Regions from separate parts of the Zea mays genome. Here region 1 is linked to region 2. The links are chromatin contacts, called in public Hi-C maps. All regions are on one chromosome and are shown on one strand. Each heading gives the region's core, a stretch centred on a gene start, on an enhancer-like site or on the middle of the called end of the contact. The rest is flanking DNA. Distances are from core to core; before and after follow the strand shown.

Region 1 (3,192 bases), core at 58-2,557, 220 kb after region 2:
TCCCCCCTGGCACAACAATTCCTTTTGAAAAAAAACAACAGCAGCCTAGCTAGTGTACAGGTAGAGTCTTTGTTTCATGACTACACATCCTTTAGTAAATAATCAAGAAGCCCTTTTTTGGCCTTAATCACTTTTGAGTCTGGTTAATTAGACTGTCATTAACATATGCACATTGACTCACTTTATTATAAAAAAATCCTTGATTTGTTTGGGAGGAAGGCTCATCTCGATCGTTAGCTATTTTCAGTGTCTCTCCGGTGTACGTGTACGTACTGGAGGACCCAAGAAGCTACAGTACTCGGCTGCCAATATTAATTACAGCTTATTTGCATCAGGAGCAGCTGTAATATCTCTCTGCTAGCACTGTACAATGGCTGTTTTTTTTTTGAGCTGCAAAAAAGCTGCAGCGAATAGCCTGACGCTTTCTTTTCAGTTTTCCCTAACGTTTCTGGGAACATAGAAGAGCTAGCTGTGCCTGAGCTACTTAATTAGGGTAGTATGTACCTTGCATTCCAAGATCATTTCTCATGTTCCTGTACATCTGTTCGACACATTCAGAAGAATAAAACTATATTCAGTCAGTAGTGCGCACTCTCATAAAAAAAGGAATATATATACTCCATACTAGTTAGCTATTGTAGATAGGTGAAGGAAAAATGAAGAACAGAATCCAAAGACCAAGAGAGAGGACCTGCAGATGGCTTTTGACATGAGATATGGTGAGTCCTCCCACACCCATCAGCTGCAGGACTCGCTTCGGCGTAGCCTCTGCGACCACGTACAGCATGCAGGTTCAGAGGAGAAACGCGCCCAATATAATCCGGCGCCAAACCAGAGGAAGACGAGAGGAATGAAAAGAGAGCAATGCAAGAGAAGATAATCAAGCAGCTAGCAGCAGGAGGCATGCACGCAAGGAAGGAAGCACACATACTGTCCTGGCCTCCGAGCTTGTGGATGGCGTGGACGAAGCAGTGGTGCAGATCGGGCGTCCACCGCAGGCGAGGCACCTTGGACCTGTTGTACTGCCTCACTCCCCCGCTCCTCTCCCTGGCGCCGACCATCGTCGTTCTCACCATGGTCATCTCCCGGCCTCAGCCTCAAGCTACATACAACACGAAGAACGACCTGCCAGCAGCCGGCAGCCGGTTGCCAGTAGCTTATATATTTGGTTGGATGCCCAGCCACTTCACATGCACGTTTATGCACATGAGTAGTGACCATCCATCAGCCAGGCTAGCTAGCAAGCTCATAGTATACTCCTAGCTAGCAGTGCTGCAGTGCAACACTTTTGCCGCTGGAGAGAGAGAGAGAGAGAGAGGAGGGGACAGCGTAGAGAGAGAACGAATGAGAATGGGCGAGCTAGCAGTGAGAAGTGTTAAATTTTGCTGTGTACTCCGTCTCCTCCTAGGCCAGAGAGAGAGAGAGAGAGTGTGTGTGTGCAGTGCAGCACTGCAGCGGCGAGCAATGCAAGAGACAAAAGGTTGGAGACAAATGGGGTGTTTCAGATGCGGTCAGAGCATATGCCTGGCGTAGGAGGGGATAATTATGAGATTGGGGCACAGCTGTTGACCCGAGCGGAGATGAAGACAGCCAGCAGCAGGGCATGCCGAGCTTCCCGCCAGGACTGCCTCTGACATGCACCTGACTTGTCCTCCTCCCCCATCCCCACCCCCATCCTCTCCTCCTCTGGCCTCACCTTGCCACTACTGCTGCATGCGTTGCTATGCTACCTGTAGACAGACACCAACAACTTGAATTCATTCATCCATCCATCCATCCATCCACCTCAGTGCACTGTTCTTGCTTGCTTCTCCAACCAAGCTCGCGCTCTTAGCATTATCGCTAACCGTTCAGCTCCAGCAACTGAAAGTGATAAAACCATGCACGATGACACCTGACTGCATGCAACATGCATGCATGCAGGCGAACGCCTTGCTAATGAAGGGAAATCTGAGAGACGAGCTAGACCTAGCTTTAATTACAGGAGTGGAGTGGAGTATATGTCAACAGGAAACAAAGCATGTGTCCAATCAGAACAGCCAAGAAAGGGCTCAATCTTGTCATGGACACCGGCCAGCCGTCTCATGCATCATGCATGCATTGCTCATGTGTACGACAGTACGAGATACCTGTGGAAGTGAATTGAATTGCGTGTGCGTTTCTATAATACCAGTGCCTGCATGGCTTGCTACTTCGCTAGCTATACCTGTGGAAATTCCTACTGCGCGCAGGGAGCTAGCTATAGCCAGTACTAAGCTCCCTGCATATATGCTCTCACCGAAGAGTAATAAAATGGATCACTGGTTGATGGCGCCTGTGATTAGTTCGTGGCTTCAAGGATTTGGCCTTTGAATTTAGATGAAAAGCAGGGGGGGAGGATCAGCCTCTATCATGCAAATAAAAGCTGGTCGCAGATTTCTCCTTTTGCCTCGGGAGCACCAAAAGGCTATGAGCCATGCATAATTAAAGATGTTTTCTTGGGGCAAAATTGTCACACGATGGATGATAGTAGCTGCTAGCTAGCACTGCTATGAACTATCAACAGCAGCATGATGATGACGATGATGACAACGATTAGGGGAGGGAGCTATATATACATACTAGCAGTAAGTAACTAGTACCTTAACCGCGGATGATTGCACTGCAGAGTGCAGGCACACATGTATACGTACAGCGACGACTGGACTGAATGATCTCTCTTTCAGATGGCTCTCTCGATCTCTGACCGAATCCAGGATTCCAGGGTACTTAAAGCTTAGCCAACATGTGTAAATTAATTAACCCCCCAAGATCAGAAGGCATGCAGATCATTATATATGCATGCATGCATGCAGTGCAGATCCAAGGAGAAGGGTCCGATCCGTGGAACCCGTAAGTTCCAGAGGGAATTTATTTTTTCTGATCACGTCGTGGCAGGACGCATCATTGACAAGTAGAATATGCTCCCACCCCTCTCCCTAAAAATATTGCCAGACTCAAGTCGGAGCCTTTTAAAACTTACCAAATCCTTTTAAACTTAACTAGATTCATTAAAAATGTGTGCTTTATTGTTCAGCCAACGATGACTTTTAAAAATAATCGGTAAAACTTTGTCGTTATTTTTATCAGACAAGTAAAAAAATTTATGAAATTCAACTCAAATAAGCCCTTTTGAAGCTGAAGAGATGACAGGGGGACTACGGGCCTGTTTGG
Region 2 (2,852 bases), core at 209-2,708:
AGGCTGCAAAGAGCTGGCGATCCGTCGGAGTACTCACGACCCATCTCACTCCAGGGGTGCTCGAGAGGCCCAGGTGCCGCTTCACGAACGACGTCTGGTGCGTGAACCGGAACCGTGAAGGGTCTGCAACGCAAGAACGAACGACCTCGTCAGCTTCGATCACTCTGCTCATGCATCAAGAGCCAATAGGGAGCTGCGTTCTTCTTCTTAGTATTAGTTACCGTTTGCGTACTGGTATTCCAGGGAGTTGGTCTCCGATTCCCATTTCTTCCATTTCCTCATCTGCACGCGCGCGACAAGATGTGGTGAGTGTTTTCTAACACCGTGCGAGAGTCGTCCATTGAATTCAAGATGCTTGGGCCTGTGTGCTTACTTTGAGACGCCCCAGCGCCATGGTGGCGACGCTGTAGACGATATGGAACACCGCGAGCACGAAGATGAAGATGTGCAGCTGGTGGACGCCGGCCGAGGAGATGAGGGACACCTTGCCCTGCACGCGGGAAACAAACAAAGAAGCAGCGTCACCCACCCATCATCGCCATCGCACCGGGGCACGCGTGGCGCAGCCTAATGGTAAGCTGGCTCCTCCCATGCACGCTGCGTCGCGCAACAATTGGAATGGTGGCCGGGGCGCGGCCTCACTTGGTCACTGCAGTAGTTGTCGTCCGGAGCCGCGCCGGCGAGGAAACGGCGGTGGTGCCCGGGCTCATCGTATCCAGGGTACGGCGGGTACCAGAGGAGTCTCCGGCGGCCGTCGCTCTTGTCGTCGTCGGCGGCGGCGGCGGCGCCTTTCGGCGGCTTGCACGGCAGCATGATGCTGCCAGCCTTGGCCGGGATGCATATCTTGGAGATGGGCGTCTGCCCCACGGCGAGGAGCAGCGAGATGAAGCCCATCAGCATCAACTCTGCACGTACGCACGCACGCAACCAACCAAACCGTTTTGTTATTGTTTAGGAGAGGGAAGCTAATACTGCTAGCTAGCTAGTAGCATTATTGAGCTTGCTTATATAAAGGTCTTTGTTTATGCAACAACTGAATTCTCAGCTCACCTGCTTTGATCTTCTCCAGGGCCTCCCGCATGGCCTTCTTCTGCCGCGTATGGAACCACTGCACGCAACGAAAGGCGACACAGGCAGCAGTCAGACGCAGACACACAAAGAAACCATAAGCTCATCAGCGTATGCGCCATGCATGGCAACGAGCGAGCGACGTACGTGGCCGAGCTTGTGGAGGCCATGCTCCATGGCGACGGAGACGAGCACGATGACGGCGCACACCAGGGCCACCGCCCACGTCGGCGTCGACGGCAGGTCCCGGCCGCCCCCGCCCCCCGCCATGTGCCGTCCTTTGCCCTGGACTGGAGCGAAGCGAAGCGACCAGCAGGCCGCAGAGGAAGCTGTCTGCTCTGCTGGTGCGCTCTCGCTCTCGCAGGCACACACGTAGAGTGTCGTCTCTCGGTGGCGGGCGAGCGAGCGGAACAAACGAGTGCGCGCTGCAGGCCGTTTTATCGGGGCGCGCGGCGCGGCAGTGACGCGCGCGGCCGCGTCAAAGCGCGTGGCCGGCCGGCCACGGCCACGCCAGACAACAGAACGGAGGGGGGCCGGAGGAGTGGCTAGGCTCGGTCGGGCGACGCGAGGCTAGATTGCGGAGTGGTTGGCTGGCCTGGGTGACCACGCGAGCGATGCTACAGGGGCAGGGGGTGCTCGGCCGGCAGCAGGCACCGCGCACGGGCCTTTCTTGTTGCAAACAAAGCCTCGTAGGCAGGCGGACAGCTAGATAGGACATAGGAGGGCAAAAAATAACGAGAAAACGCCAACGTCGACGGGGTAAAAGACGGAGTTCGCCTAACTAATTGACGTGACGCGATGGGCGATGGCGAGTGATCCAGCATCGCGACTGAGCACGTACGTACTTTTGTGCGCGTCAACCATGGTGAGACTAGATCCAGTAGCTGCCCTTTATGTGATCAACAAGAGGAGACTGTGCAACATCTGCTTGTGTCCTGCGTGTTCTCGCCAACTGTGTGGTTTGCTGTCCTAGAGAGGATAGACCTGCAGGATGTTGCTCCTGGCCGTAATGACACCATTTTTTGCTGATTGGTGGCTAGCTTCAGGCTGTGCATCATATACCAAGGTTTTTTTTTGCAAAGGTTTTAACGCCTTAGTAATCTTAGTAGCTTGGTGTGTATGGAAGCTAGTCTGTGTGGTGAGTATTCTCATGGTCTTTTGCCCCGCAATGGCTTGTAAGATTCGTCTCGAGTTCCTTTTCTTTCTTCTTAATATAGTAATGCGTAGTATACTGCGTGTTCGAGAGAGAAAAAAAGTAGCATTGTTTAAATCAGTGTCAGACGCATGTAGAGGTGGTAATGGGCTATAAACTTTACACTGCAAATTTTAAGGATCGAATCGGATTAGGGTCGGGCCATATTTTTATTCATTTTTGAACTAATATTATTTAAGGGCCTTAATTTTTTGTGAAGAGGCATTTGGATCGTGATCCATTACCAGCCCTAGACGCATGACGATAATTCATGGGAGTCCAAGAAGATCGTATGATAAAATTAAGGAAGCATGTAAAAAAACTAGTGTCACATAGAATTCAAGTTATACATCAATACACAATACAATTAAAATAATGAAACTATATGCACTAAAAGGCAATTATTTGTTGACGGAGGCATTTGCATCCTTTTTTATTTTTGAGATATTAAAATCGTCGAATAATGCTCTTATCATCAATGGATTTGAAGATCTCATCATCAACCGTCGAATAATGATCCCTGTTGGAACTTGCTCTCAGCAGCAAGGAGGCCAACAAGGGTGAACAGTGATGACAACAGGGTTACGTGCTC

What was found. Hi-C and Micro-C count contacts between places; a contact is called where the count stands out from the background.
Region 1: a Hi-C map of ear shows a contact between it and region 2, with 2.4 times the contacts expected there. The contact joins the promoter of LOC100275291 here to the promoter of LOC542672 in region 2. A contact is called at or near these places in 5 of 25 Hi-C or Micro-C datasets (ear, leaf and tassel).

The regions. Positions count from the first base shown.
Region 1 is chr1:6,481,274-6,484,465 of Zm-B73-REFERENCE-NAM-5.0, forward strand. It overlaps LOC100275291, which reads right to left and starts at 1,308. Exons shown (of 6, transcript NM_001149410.1): 1 at 932-1,308; 2 at 692-768; 3 at 505-541. The coding sequence starts at 1,082.
Region 2 is chr1:6,265,476-6,268,327 of Zm-B73-REFERENCE-NAM-5.0, forward strand. LOC542672 (barley mlo defense gene homolog 1) reads right to left here and starts at 1,459. Exons shown (of 12, transcript NM_001112190.3): 1 at 1,216-1,459; 2 at 1,051-1,108; 3 at 643-905; 4 at 374-490; 5 at 222-282; 6 at 38-123. The coding sequence starts at 1,338.